Linked DNA regions of Danio rerio: all the other regions are linked to region 1. The links are chromatin contacts, called in public Hi-C and Micro-C maps. All regions are on one chromosome and are shown on one strand. The core of a region is the stretch at or near the end of the contact, and the rest is flanking DNA. Distances in the headings are between cores, read along the strand shown. Region 1 holds the start of lmo4b (LIM domain only 4b). Region 2 has its middle 150 kb from the start of lmo4b. Region 3 has its middle 210 kb from the start of lmo4b.

Region 1 (4,626 bases), core at 1,173-3,672:
GAAAATACATTCTTTGCTATCTTTGGCTCATTGTTCTTGTTGGAGAGAATCGAGCCCAATCCTGGGAGAAATAGAGTTGCCTTTCCTGCAGGGAAATCAAACTGCTCGCTGCAATCAGGCAGGACCAGTGACAATTAAACCATTAGTATCTGGTATAGGAGACTCTTTACACAATGTACATCTTACTAATGAATCCAGAGGCAACTCATAATTACACAGTTTTGTCTTGTAAAGATTAGCTGCCCACTGAAACTCAGCTGAACATCACGTATAACGCTTCACTCGCTGCTCCTTTAGGCTGAATGAAGACGGGTCTCTGAGTGTCAATTCGAAACTTTTATATAGATATCATAAAAATAAACAAAAGGGTGGTTAGTCAGAGACATTGCTCAGTGGTCATTTTTCTTTCATTTATTGTGTTCATGTTTTCATGAGAGATGACACTAAAATATAAACGCTCGCAAAAAATGAGTGCACTTGTAAGTCAATTTTAAGGATATTTAGTCTTGCTGAAAAAAAGCTATCAATTTCAGGTTCTCTTTATTGTGAAATGACAATGACTTCCTTGCCCCAAAAATTGCCACAAAATGAGCAATTGCCCTCACAAACAAATCATAGTCACACTTTTTTTGATGCTCCGTTTGTTGAATTTAAGCTACATTGCAACTAATTCTCATTAGATTAATTAGACGGTTAGGGTTAGGGTTAGTGCAAGTTGACATGTACTGTACTTGCTAAGTTTCTTATAGACCATTCTGGGGGTGTAAACAATAACCTTTCCTGTCTTACGTTTTTAATTTCCATAACTTCCAAGAATCCAAAAAGATTTATAAATATTGTTATGACAGATGTTTTAACATAAAGTTAAAATTGAATTGCCTCTTGTTACAGTTAGGAAATAGTTTAGGGCCAATGAATGACATCACCTCATTGAAATGGTCTATAGTCAGTTAAATGTCTGTTGAAGGAGCAGTATCAACAGATATCTAGCAGACAGTCTACTAATACTCAATTGGACCATCAAAATAAAGTGCTACCCAAATCATCTTTAAAAGCCTTCGGACATAAAAAATGATGTTCTTTCTTGGTGTATTTGTGACCTTTGTAAATAAATAGAATAACAGTTGTTTCATGATTTTGTGACATAATGATGTGCATGACATGTTAACCTTATTATTGAATATTTTATTTTATTTTAAAGAATTTATTAAGGTTATGCTAAGTCTCAAAGCTAAATCTTAGAAAAGGCGACCAACAAATCTATAGTTTTAGTTCTCATTTATACCAGGGGATGGCGCCACTGTTATAAGAACATGAGCGTGACTTCTGTAGTGGTGTAGTGAATTTTCACTTTGTCCATGAAACCAAATAGACTTTTATATAGTTAACACAGCCCTCAGTCAATCTAATATGAAATAGATGAAATATGTATATGGGAACACTTAAACACTGGAATACTTACTAATAGCATGAAACTTCCACAATCAGTTTTGTAGATATGGAGCAGAAGTTCTCCAGATGAAGGATTTGCTCTGCAGACATTCTTTCAATGTCAAAGGAAAGGTAGAATAATTCATATCTGCACAAAAAAAAAAAAAAAAACATATATATATATATATATATATATATATATATATATATATATATATATATATATATATATATATATATATATATATATATATATATATATTATTGTTGTTGTTATTATTATTTTTATTATTATTTTATTATTATTATTATTTTAATACCACATTAGTATTAAGTAAACTAATAACTGTAAAACTAAATATTTTAAGTATATTTTAGTTGAAGAGTCATGTAAAATTTATAATCATATTTAATCAAATAAATTAACTACATTTGATTACAAATATATAAAGACAAATACATAAATATATAAGTAAAAATGAAAACCAATTAATAATGTAATATAACAGAGACTAAAAGTAACAGAAAATACAATAAATATATCTAAACTTTTTCTTAACATGCAAGACAATATTCAGGGAGCTGTGATTTTATGCAGATGTGAAAACTGTCAACTCCTTTAAATAATAAATATTATGAATGTACGGTTCTTGTTGGTCTTATGCTGTAAATGAGGAATTAATTCCGTATAAAATGTTTTTTTATTTAAAAATGTTTCATTTTGGGGACCCCTTGTGCGCTTACCGAGGCCCCATAGTGGGACCCGGTCCCGACGGTTGAACACCTCTGCCCTGTCCAACCTCAACAAGCAGACAGCCACTCTCAACCGCAATCTTTCCTTCTTTGAACAGTGTGTGTCGAAGTCAACCTCGCCTTCTTTTGATTGGCTGTATTCCTCATTCCGCTTGAATGGAGTGCGTCATGATTGGCCACAGCCTGATTGACGTCATCCTGCGAGAGGAGGTTTACTCTGGGTTTTTTTCTGTCACTGACACATGTAGAGCACAAGCGACAAGCAGCGGCGAGACATCAGCGCGCGAGAGAGGACAGTTACAAACACAAGCGCTCTCTTCATCTATGGAAATTACCGAAGACCTTGCCGACAGCTCCATCAACAAACCCGCCGCCGAGCTTTTCAGTGATAATAAGAGCATCTGAGAAAAAAGGTGACGGCAACAGTGGAAATATAATCTGAAAACTCCATTTGCTTGACTCTTTCGCAGCAGCGAGAAGTGTTCATCCACGCGCTGCTCCGTCTGTGAGTTTGTTGGACTGTGCGCGTTATTTTTTATATATTTTCTACAGAGAAAACAGACTGCTGTACATTTCTCACCACCATTCAACCATTACATTTCAAAGAGGTAAGTGCACTTCTCTTCAACTAACCGTATTTTGCTTTATGAATGGTAATATTTCGTAGTTTGACGAGACACGTTTGTTACGGAGCGACAGAATTGATGTTGCAGAAAAACACTACACACGAAAGCATAAAAGATTACAGTTACTTAATGACTAGATTTTATGTATTGTGCTTGTGTGCAAATTGTGTTGCATGTCACGCACTTATACCGTAATAATGTACGTTAGTGAATTAAACATGAGCGATGCGCGTTGTTTCATAAGAAGACCACATAGGTTATTTAGACGTAATCTTGGAAATTGCTGGCATTTCGAGTTTAATATCTTATTAGTGCATCTTAAGTGCGCGCGTGCTGTACAGATGGTCAACAAACCATAACACAAGTGCAATTCTGTCCATGTTGCATTGTGCATTCTGGCAGGAGCAGCTGTATTTAGTCTCCAGCACCGCGATCTGTATTACTGGCCATGGGCTGCTGATCTGTTTTATATTTCTGCACATCCCCTCTCTTAAATTGCCTGTCCGTGTAATTACTTGAGTTTGCCCATTTGACTTAAAAGCCACCCCCTCCCTCTCTTCAAATCTCCCCTCTTCCCTCTTCCAGGGAATGAAACTTGACGATGGTCCGATCTTATTTATCTGGGGGAGTCACTTTCGGTCTCTGATTCATCTCCCTTTAGATTTAATCAGCACTAAGGTATTGCTTGTCCCTAAGAGCCTCCACTAATGGGGTTACTGAATGCCTCTCTCTCTCTCTTTCTCTCTCAGTGCAATGTTTTCTACCCCCCGCCTCTCTCTTCTCCTCTAATTACCTTTCAACAAAGATTTGGCTTACAGCCTTTCACGAATATATCTTAAATTTTAATCTTTCCCACTTCGGTCCAGCAGCCCTCCTTATGAAACCTGGGAAACATTGCACACACACAGTACTGATGGATCAACAGAGCAAAGCACAGAACTGCAATCGTAAATGAGGGTTTGTGGTTAATGTGATTTCTGTCAGAGGCAGATATTTCTGTAGGCCGGCATTAACTGATTTCTTGCATATGCAGAATGATCCAACATAGTAGGGGTAATTTCACGCAGCAGTGACCAGTCCCCAAAGCGAATGCTGCTGAATGTTCTTCATGATGTTGGCTGGAAATCCGTCATCTGATAACCTTAGTGAAAGCAATTGGAATATGTCGACCTCTGAATGGGTCGTACAACTTTAAGGCTTCCTCAATTAACTTCTCCAGTTCTGGCAACAGTAGCATTTGGATTCCTCTCTCTCTTTCTCTCTCTCTCATGAAGGTTCAGGAAAATGTACTTTTAAAGCAATGCAGACAACCTAACAAAAGCCAGTGCTTCTAATTGTTCCAGTGACTTTAATGTTATCAGTGAACAGACATTTATCACAAATGGACCAAAGGAGCTGACTTCAGCACTTAGATAAAGATCAAGGACAGCCTGCCACTTTAAACAATTCTCAGACTTGCTTGAAGGCATTATATGCATTTAAATTATTTCAAAAGAGCTTTTAGGAAGCGTGCCTCCCAAAACATTCAGTGTTTTAGGTCACTGTTCAGGCTCCAGGTGTTTTAGATATTTCTAAGACAAAACTTCTGTCAGAAGTTGAGGAAACTTAGGTGTGCTTGCTTTGTGAGATGTGGATTTAAGTAATGCTGAATGCTTTTATAGTTACTTTTCTTTCTTTTTTTAACTGTGTGCAAATATATATATATATATATATATATATATATATATATATATATATATATATATATATATATATATATACTTTTGAAGTCAAAATTATTAGCCCTCCTGTTTATTTTTCCCCAATTTCTGTTTAA
Region 2 (4,816 bases), core at 1,701-4,200, 150 kb after region 1:
AAGCAGTCATCATGCGGTGGACCACATATGGCACCAGAGCAAGCAGGAAAAGGGCAATGGACAGAATGGGCCAGGTCTGCCACTGAGAGGCCATGGTCCGCCACGGTGCACATCTCTGGAGTTGATACTGAGGAGACACATAAAGAATGTCTCACTGATTAACAATAAACACATAGGGGACAATTACACAATGACATATTTATTTTGGGATTTTTGGATGTTAAAATAGTTAATTTCCCATTAATGCAAGCCTATTTAAATGGTGTTAGTTGTATTAATGCAGCCAGTGAAGAATGCAGTACCTACTGAAAACTGATGAATGAAAAAGGTACAAATGGTAACATCATATACACAATGGCATCTGACGGTGAAATCAAAAAAAATAGTAAGTAATTTATAAACCAGCTAAGCACAAACAAAACTTCATCCCTTCTGGTTCATATTCACTCATGCATTTTTATTCACTCCTTCAAGCAAATTATATTAGCAGATGTAGTAATACTAATGTAGAGAATAGTCAATAAGGGTATAGGGGCGATTTTAGATAGAGCATGAGTTAAGAGTGTGAACCATGAAAAGTCACCATCGATGGATCTCTGATAATACAATTAACTGTGATGATACTCAACAAAAAGATCTGTGCATACTTAAATTTAACTGCGACTTTATTAATTTTCATGGTATCCAGTGGAAAAAAAATGTATAAATAATAATAAAAAATATTTAAATAATTTTTTACTATTCATTTAAATATAAACTGCCAGTATGGGGGAAAAATAGCATTAGCAATTTAAGTGCAATTAGCATACTTTCTTGGCAATATTCTATTTATAGTAAGTGCAAACAGCTCTCCATATACCTGACATATAATAGATCTAGCCCAATGCCTATTATATCTACCCTTAAGAAGTAGGAGTTATTTTCAATAAAATTATATAATTAGATGCTATGTATGCTTTATATTAGCAGATTCATTTGCACCTCAGTACAGTTATACGTTAACATTATGCAATAATATGTTATTCGTTAAGCAATTCAATTTTTATATAATTTACTTTAATTTTATTGTAAATACGTTATAATGTGATATGTGACAGGAAAAGTGAGAGAGTGCTTGGCAAAAGTCAAACTTAATCCTTGTTGTTTGTGGCATGTACACTAATTCTCTGTTCTGCCTACTCCGCCAAAGCTGTTGTTCACTTGTTGTTTTATAGTGTGTGATTTTGGAAGGCAGAGTTATTGTAAATTATTACTTAGTAAGTGGCACTCTAGATAATCTTGTTTTGTATTTACATTAAGAATAGTTACTAATACATTAGCACATAAGCAATTTAGACTTAATTCAACTAGAGAAGCCAATAGTTAATAATTACCTAAACTGACGAGATGTAGTAACAAATGTTTCCCAAAACCAAAATTTGCAGATACATAATAATAATTAATGTCATTCTTTGTCAAATTATAATGTTGGATGACACGGTGGCTCAGTAGTTCTGTTGCCTCACAGCAAGGAGGTCGCTAGTTCGAATCCCGGCTGGGTCAGATGGAATTTTTGTGTGAAGTTTCCCTGTCCTGAGTTGCAGCTGGAAGGGCATCCGCTGTGTAAAACATATGCTGGGTAAGTTGGCGAAAAAAAACTAAAACCAAAAGACTCATTTATAAAACTAACTTTCTTTATAAAACAGGTCTCTGACCAGTCAGGCATAGAAGCCAAATGTGAAATGTTCAGCCTGATCTCACAAGGAAATGTACCAATTTTACCCTTTAGTCACATTGGAATTATAAGGTTCTAAATGATTTTGAAATATTGAGCTTTAAAGTTTTCGCATTCCATAGCAAACAGTATGAGTGTTACATTTGTTTTTTAAATAAAAAGTCTTAAAATTTAAACAACTTATAAAAAACATCCCATAATGTAAATCTGCTAATTTATACAATTCATACGATTTCAACTCCTAACCCTACCCCTGTAAGGGGATAAGCAAATCTTACTAAAATGTACTAATGGGATTGTACAAATGAATATAAATTAAATCAAATCATTACAATTTTTCCAAAAATTGCATTGGACATATTCAAGAATCCTGTTTAAAACGTTACTATTGGTGCTGTAATTGAACTTTTGTTGAACTAAAAGTTTATCTGCAAAGTATTTTTGCTTTCGGAAAGTAAATACTTTATTAATGATGGTCAAACTGACTATACACAGGTTTTTTTTTTTTTAAATATTTTATATTAGTAGTATTAGTAAATAAATAATTAAATAAATACATAAATAACATAGCAGCTGACAAACATCCATAGAGGTTTGAGTACTGTGTGTGTGTTTTCTTCACGTATATATATATATATATATATATATATATATATATATATATATATATATATATATATATATATATATATATATATATATATATTAAAAAAAACTCCTTAGGTTACAACAATGAGAGAACGTTTTAAAGGTCAGATCAGGTTCAGATCTTAACAAAACAATTGTGTTTATTTATCAAGTGGTTTTGTTGTTGCTTTGACTGAAAAATGTAAAACTTTACATTTTTCAGTCACAGCAACAACAAAACCACTTGCATGCAACTGATTACATATAATTGTAATAAATTAAATTCAAATCATTTTAGCAATCAAAATATTTCCAATAACATATCAGAGAAAGCTTTTGTAAGTATGTTGTTGTGTTTTCATTCCGTATCCTGAGGCCTAGTCATTAGGGCTCCACAGAAAACAAACAAGCCGCCTTTGTGAAGCTAAACAACCCTCCTGACTACAGCTTGTGGCTTCACACCTGTTCTCTCTCTCTCTCTCTCTCTCTCTCTCTCTCTCTCTCTCTCTCTCTCTCTCTCTCTCTCTCTCTCTCTCTTTCTCTCTCTCTCTCTCTCTCTCTCCTTGGCTTCAGGCATGGAGAACTCTGTCACAGCCCCACATTGTGTGCGTTTCTGTGTTTGTGTGTGTGTGTGTGTGTGCACTCTTGCGCCCTCAGGCACTTTGTCGCTGACATTTTGTTTTATAGCCTGTTTTATTAATATTCTTGCCACTTACCAAATTAATATCTGAGTTGGTGAGAAATTTAATAACCACAAAATATTTTACAGGAAAGTATTTACTCAGAGGAAGTAGATGAATAGATCGCCACATCCTCGATTCATCTCAGAAATAAACCAAACAGCTATTATTTTTCCAGCAATTTTTTTTGTAGGCCACACAGAAGGCTCCCTTACAGAGTATTAACACGGGTGTTTATTCCTCCTACAATTTCAGCTCTCAGTGCTTGTGTGTTTTTCAGTGATTAAAAGCCCTGATAAATTCACAGGGAAGTTCTTTTTTGTTCTTTGTTCAGTGGTAAAAACTTGTAATTTGCCATTTTGGTAAAGTGACAATACATTTATTTATTTTTCCAACTTTATATAGTAGATTGCTTTTACTCTTTGGGTAATTTTAGTTTTGTTTTGGGTTAATTTTGTTAAATTAATGATGTAAGTTAATTGGCATGAAAGTAAATGACTATAGGGCAATGGTGTCCCAAAAAATGAATTAGTGTCAATTAAATAATAATAATAATAATAATAATAATAATAATAATAATAATAATAATAATAATAATAATAATAATAATAATAATAATAATTGTTGTTTATTTATTATTAGTTTTTCATTTTGTGTGTAACTATTATAATTTTGTACTGTTTTTTTGGCCCATTTTCTACAAAGAATATGTTACAAACGAGCTGTTAAGCTATATCATCACCAAATATTGAATTACATATTTTTGTCAACTTGTTTTCTTTCAGTTGGGCCTTGTTTTGTGTAATATTTTTTGGAACTAACTGATTTCACATCAAATATACTAATATTTTGCTCAAAGATCGGGTGAATAAGTTCAGATCAATGAGGCATATAATCAATCATTTACATAATGAAATCAAACCTGTAGAAAAGTTGACAAAAAAAGATCAAATCCATTATTTGGTGATATAACATAAAAGGCAATTCACAGTGGGCTTCTATGCACAGCTAGGGTTTTAAAGCCAACGATAAACTTCTGGTGAAAGCTTAAGGTAACTGTTTTTTTTTTTTACAAGGTTGTTTTTATAGCATTGATGTTGTAATGTAATTGTAAAACATTCAGTTAAAAAGACTTAAGCATTCATTTAGTTGTTCAAGCATAAAAGGAAATAAAAGACCGTTGTAACCAGTGCTATCAATAGCAATAGGCTAGCGCAGATATTCCAATGAAATACTAGGGTAAAATAAACGTGAGAATTTTGCACGCATATAGCCCGTTCAACAGATCACAAGGGCTAAAACAAGAACTTCCTAGAAATTTCCAAACAAGTAAGTTGTTTTGATCTCCTCAAATAACTTTTTTTGGCCTGATTTTGTTTTAAAACGACATTTGATTTTGCAAGAAATATACTGTAAAAGGGCCTTAACAAATTACCCTAGAAAAAAAAAAAAGAAAAACTTGGAAATAAAAAAGGGGGAAGAAAAAAGCCTGACAAGCTAACCACTCCTGGTGTGATATCTGGAACAGCATTTAATTAGTGTCGCTGCCTCATCTGCAAATGCACACCGCCGCCTCACTTGTGTTAGAACAGCTATTCATTAATTAGATTCTTTGTGGCAAGTGCCACTGAACTATCTGCAATGTTTAAGGTTGCATCAAGCCGCAGTAAGTGCTTTCCTGATAGCAGGACACATCCATCTTCATTTCTCAGCCTCTATGTTTGACTCTGCCCTTCAGCCAGATGGAGAAAAACACAGAGAGAGAAAGGGAGAGATAGAGAGAGAGAGAGGAAAA
Region 3 (4,499 bases), core at 596-3,095, 210 kb after region 1:
TCTCTCTCTCTCTCTCTCTTTCTCTCCCTCTCTTTCAATTGAGAAAAACATAAACAGCAAATGAGAAATCAATTACAGGAAAATCAATAAAAAGAGAAAAAATTTTCCTAAAATATATAATACATACAAAATATATAATATATTTAAAACCTAGTCCTTTTATTAATGTAGGGTCACCACAGCAGAATGAACCACCAACTTATCCAACATGTTTTACGCAGTGGATGTCCTTCCAGTTGCAATCCATCTCTGGGAAACATCCATTTACACTCATTCACACTCATACACTATCGACAATTTAGCCTACCCAATTTACCTGTACTGCATGTCTTTGGACAGTGAGCACCCGGAGGATCCCCACACGATTACGGAGAGAACATGCAAACTCTTCACAGAAATGCCAACTGACCCAGCCGAGGCTCAAACCCACAACCCTCTTGCTGTGAGGCGACAACACTACCTACAGCACCACCACTTTGCATATATTTATTAATAATTCAATAATTTTTTAATCGTTTAGATTATAAAAAAAATCTATTATTTACTTTTTCTCTCGGGCCGTGCATTGTCTGCCATGACGCCAAGCGGAAAGTAATCTTTAATAAAAGAGTAATGCCAATAATTCAACAACTTTAGAAAGCAAAAGCAAAAGTCGACTCCCGGACATTTTAGGAAATGTTTGGGAAGCACTTTCCTTATGATAACTGTTATTGAGTGCCATTTGCTCAGTTGTGCAATTTTAAATTGGAAAATGACATTGGTTGTTGTGACAACTTGATATAAAACAGACAACAAAACTTGTCATAACTTGTCAAACATGACTGTCATGTGACTTAAGAACATTATTCTGATCATGTTTTCAGTGGAACAAACTGCATTTGTCATTAAAATGTCTCATTGAAAGTGTCATTACCCTGTCAAATAATATTTAACAGCATCATTCACATTTAATATTTTTCTTATTTAATAAATGACTTAATGCCTCAATAAACAATTGGTGGTGTTTGGATGTGTGAGACACAGAGCACAGATGCTCTTATTTCTGGACGTCATTAATAATATAATAACACTAATACTGAAATGGTTACAATGTTTTAGAATGACCAAAACAACATTTCAGATGTTTTACAATGTGCTTAGCCGGCTAGTTTGTCCATTCACACACATTTTTTATAATCCCATGATCGCCTATAACACAATCACATCACTTTTTTTAGTGCACATACTGAAATTTGTTCAGTTAGTGTTTCCATCAAAGTTATTCTTTTCTTGTTGAATAAAAAGTTTATCCTATTCCATTATGCACATTTGTTTTTTTATGCGCATTTTTAAAAAGTCTGTGTATCATGGCATTTCCAACAACTGATTTTTTATGCACATAAAAATAAGATGGAAACGTAGCTAAAAAATCTTTAGCTAAGGTTCCAGTGCTCTATTTCCTTCATGTGTTAAATTGATTGTTCACCAAAAAATTTAAATGTACTCATTATTTACTCCCTCAAGTGGTTCCAAACCTTTATGATTTTCTGTAATTAATGACTATGTAAAACATGTAAAGGGTGAGTAAATGATGACAAAATTAAATCTTTTAGGTGAAATATCGCTTTTATGCATCATGGTTTGGCTCTGGTACCTCTATTTCTCCTTCTCAAAAAACGCTAACATTTCTTCAGGTAAGCATCCTGCGCTAACAGGCCCCACTAGCACTTAGCTCCACTCGCTGACCTTTAGTTCCACTCACACCGTATACAAATGACTTCAGTCAAGCCCACTCAGAAGACGCAGCACAAGCAAAGATACTCCAAGTCGATTGTTGCCACTCTCTCTCTCGCTCTCTTTCTCTTTCCGCGGCATTATCTTCTCGCCTCCGCTCTAATGACTTCCCGCCGAGAGAGGCCCTGGCGAGCAGCTCCGGCTCTCGGCCCCTAAGAATAGCATTAGACACAAGGTTATCTAGGCATTACACTCGCTGTAACATGCAATTAGCTCGCCTCCTCCATTTTCATTACACAATTATTCATTAATGTCAATTTAATTTTATGCATTGTTCTACATGACCGAAGGCTGATTACTGGGCCCTTGCACTCCAATATCCCAAGTTAACCGGTGGCAGACTCACTCGCCGGACCACTAATTGCAATTTAGCCCCAGACAGCACCTCCCCTCTTTAGTCCGGCTTTAATGGAGGAACTGATTCTGAGACAGGTAACGATTGGAAAGACAAAGTGCCTCTAGCTGAATGGAAAACAAATGCCCTGCTGCTAAGCTGTTTTCTTTGCGATAGCACATGAGGTAAAGCCTTTGTATTCCGAGGGTATGGGTTAACAGAGTAATATGCTCGGTGTTGCTAGCTTGATACTTTATTCGTCTCTTGCCTCCTTCCGACTGTAATCTGGCTCAAACTGGGAAAGTGTCGCCGGAGTTAATATGATAGTCAGGTGAGGCCACACTGTGATGTGTCGTCTAACACGGCCATGAATTAAATACCGCTTGGTAGAACGCGAAGCTGTCGACAGATTTCACAATGCAGCCCGATAAAATGAGAGAATTCACAACGTAATATGACCGAAACAAATTCTTGGTAGATTAGAGTCACAGTATGTGCTCGCTGCATGCTGACTACCCATAGTGTTGCTCAATATGTTTCAGGAGCATCTGGACACCCTTGACGTGCTGTTGCGTAATGTAAAAAGACTTTCAGGAAGTTGAATTAAATATGATCTTGCATATTAATTAACAAATATGGAGCTCAGAGATGTGGTTTGCTGTGTGTCTTCTTCTTCAGTTAAAAATGATGTGCTAAGATATGATTAATAAAAATGATGTGTTGAGTCCTCCACCAATAGTATTGCTTGTTGTGATACTTAGTGGATCTTATGGTTTGTTAGTGTGTTTGGTAGCCTCTTTGAAAATGCATCCATGAGTCAGATTTAGATTTTTCTTTTCCTTATTCTTAATTTTATACATGAGATAGCATATATTATTCCTTTTTTGTTGCACCATTGATTTATCAATTCTATAATAGACCTATGCTGATTTGGTGATCAAATAATATATCTATTTTTTAAGTTAAATGTAGTTGAGCAACTTAATAGCAACAACTTTCTCTGATGTCACAAGGAAATGCAACTATTTTATGTATTATGCGAAAAGTGGGTAATTCATACAAGTACATGCAATTTAATTCATTTGAAAACATATGTTTTTTGTAAAAGAGGAGGGCCTCCAAACCTAAACCTAACTCTCATTGGGGAATGAGCAAATAATAGTAAAATCAATGAGAAAAATGAATGAGATTATAAACTAGACTTAATACTGTGCATAACATTGTTGTGTGCTTCCCCATGGGCAGAAGTGTGATATGGCTTTTTATCACCACTGGTGGGACGATATATCCGCCACCAGTGATGATATAGCCGATATACAGTGGTAGCCATATTGCACTGCTAAGAGTGTGATATTGTGTTTATAGAATAGTTCAATGGTATAATCGTGTATATCAAAAAGAAAATCAAAAACAAGAGTCTAAAAACCCTTTTGTAAGAGGAATTACTTTCTTCTGCCATTCATTCACATCTGCAGCTGAGGTCAGAACAGCAGAAACCGTTGCTACTTTAGTCACTCTAGAGCTAGTAGAGCTTAGTAATTCTCTAGCGTAATGTCTAAAGTGATGACAAAGGTGATTTTGCATTTTCGCATTTTAAGATTATAAGGCTGAACAACATGATATGTCATCAGTCTACAGAGATTTCCAAGTATTTCTCTGTTGCAATCGGGAGATCACAATAATTAACCCCAAAAGAGCCCAAGCAGTGCAAACACTACCAGATTACTGCTGTGTTTGCGATAAGGAAAAACCACTAAACATATGCGGGCATTTCTTCTTTCTTTACTTTTACTAAACTAGTCTGCAGTAAACCGAAACAGGAGACTCTTTAAAAACAAACAGATGGCCAACCAAAAAGTAACTCAGGGTTTTACAAAGAGTGGCCATCACAAAATACATACATTTCAATCCCATCTCATAATATGGTCATGCATTACCATCAATTATATAGTATAAATACAGCACTACAACATACAGGAGAGAGATTTACTTAGGGTCTGATTACACTAATACGTTTTAGCTTTAAGTTAGTTTAAGTTTTGCTACGGTTACGACATCCATCCACACTACGTCAGAGTTTTGAAGTGCTAAAAACGGAGCATTTTGATAACACTGGAGAGGCTGTTTTCTTTCTAAAACGCTGCTGCTGCTCTTAGTGTAGATGGGAAAAATGGAAACATCTGAGGCTAATTTCTCTATTTCTGAGGCTAAACATGTAATTGGCGGCTTTTTCTTCAATATTAAGTAGCCTACACACAGTTCAGTCCTGCATCCTCTCCTTGAAAGTTCAGACTTCGCAAGTTTGATATGGAAAACAAACTCCACAGGACACGTCGGGTAAATCTTCAAAGGAAACAGTGCAATTTATTACCACAGTCACATCACCCTGGCT

Evidence for each region. Hi-C and Micro-C count contacts between places; a contact is called where the count stands out from the background.
Region 2: a contact with region 1 is called in a Micro-C map of caudal fin, with 2.4 times the contacts expected there. The contact joins the enhancer-like site here to the promoter of lmo4b in region 1. A contact is called at or near these places in 1 of 18 Hi-C or Micro-C datasets (caudal fin) and 2 of 4 datasets of contacts at active chromatin or transcription factors (embryo and gastrula embryo).
Region 3: a contact with region 1 is called in a Hi-C map of an unstated tissue, with 2.6 times the contacts expected there. The contact joins the enhancer-like site here to the promoter of lmo4b in region 1. A contact is called at or near these places in 1 of 18 Hi-C or Micro-C datasets (an unstated tissue) and 1 of 4 datasets of contacts at active chromatin or transcription factors (embryo).

The regions. Positions count from the first base shown.
Region 1 is chr6:28,424,691-28,429,316 of GRCz12tu, reverse strand. It overlaps lmo4b (LIM domain only 4b), which reads left to right and starts at 2,422. Exons shown (of 5, transcript NM_212689.2): 1 at 2,422-2,792. It also overlaps a transcript of kyat3.2 not described here.
Region 2 is chr6:28,276,830-28,281,645 of GRCz12tu, reverse strand. It overlaps a transcript of kyat3.2 not described here. Among named protein-coding and RNA genes, the nearest start is that of lmo4b, 150 kb to the left of the region's middle. Within about 2 kb of position 2,950, at least 8 of the 62 cell types and tissues checked have an H3K27ac peak or open chromatin away from gene starts, as enhancers often do. A contact at or near this core is called in caudal fin, where this site is marked.
Region 3 is chr6:28,211,932-28,216,430 of GRCz12tu, reverse strand. It overlaps a transcript of kyat3.2 not described here. Among named protein-coding and RNA genes, the nearest start is that of lmo4b, 210 kb to the left of the region's middle. Within about 2 kb of position 1,845, at least 3 of the 62 cell types and tissues checked have an H3K27ac peak or open chromatin away from gene starts, as enhancers often do.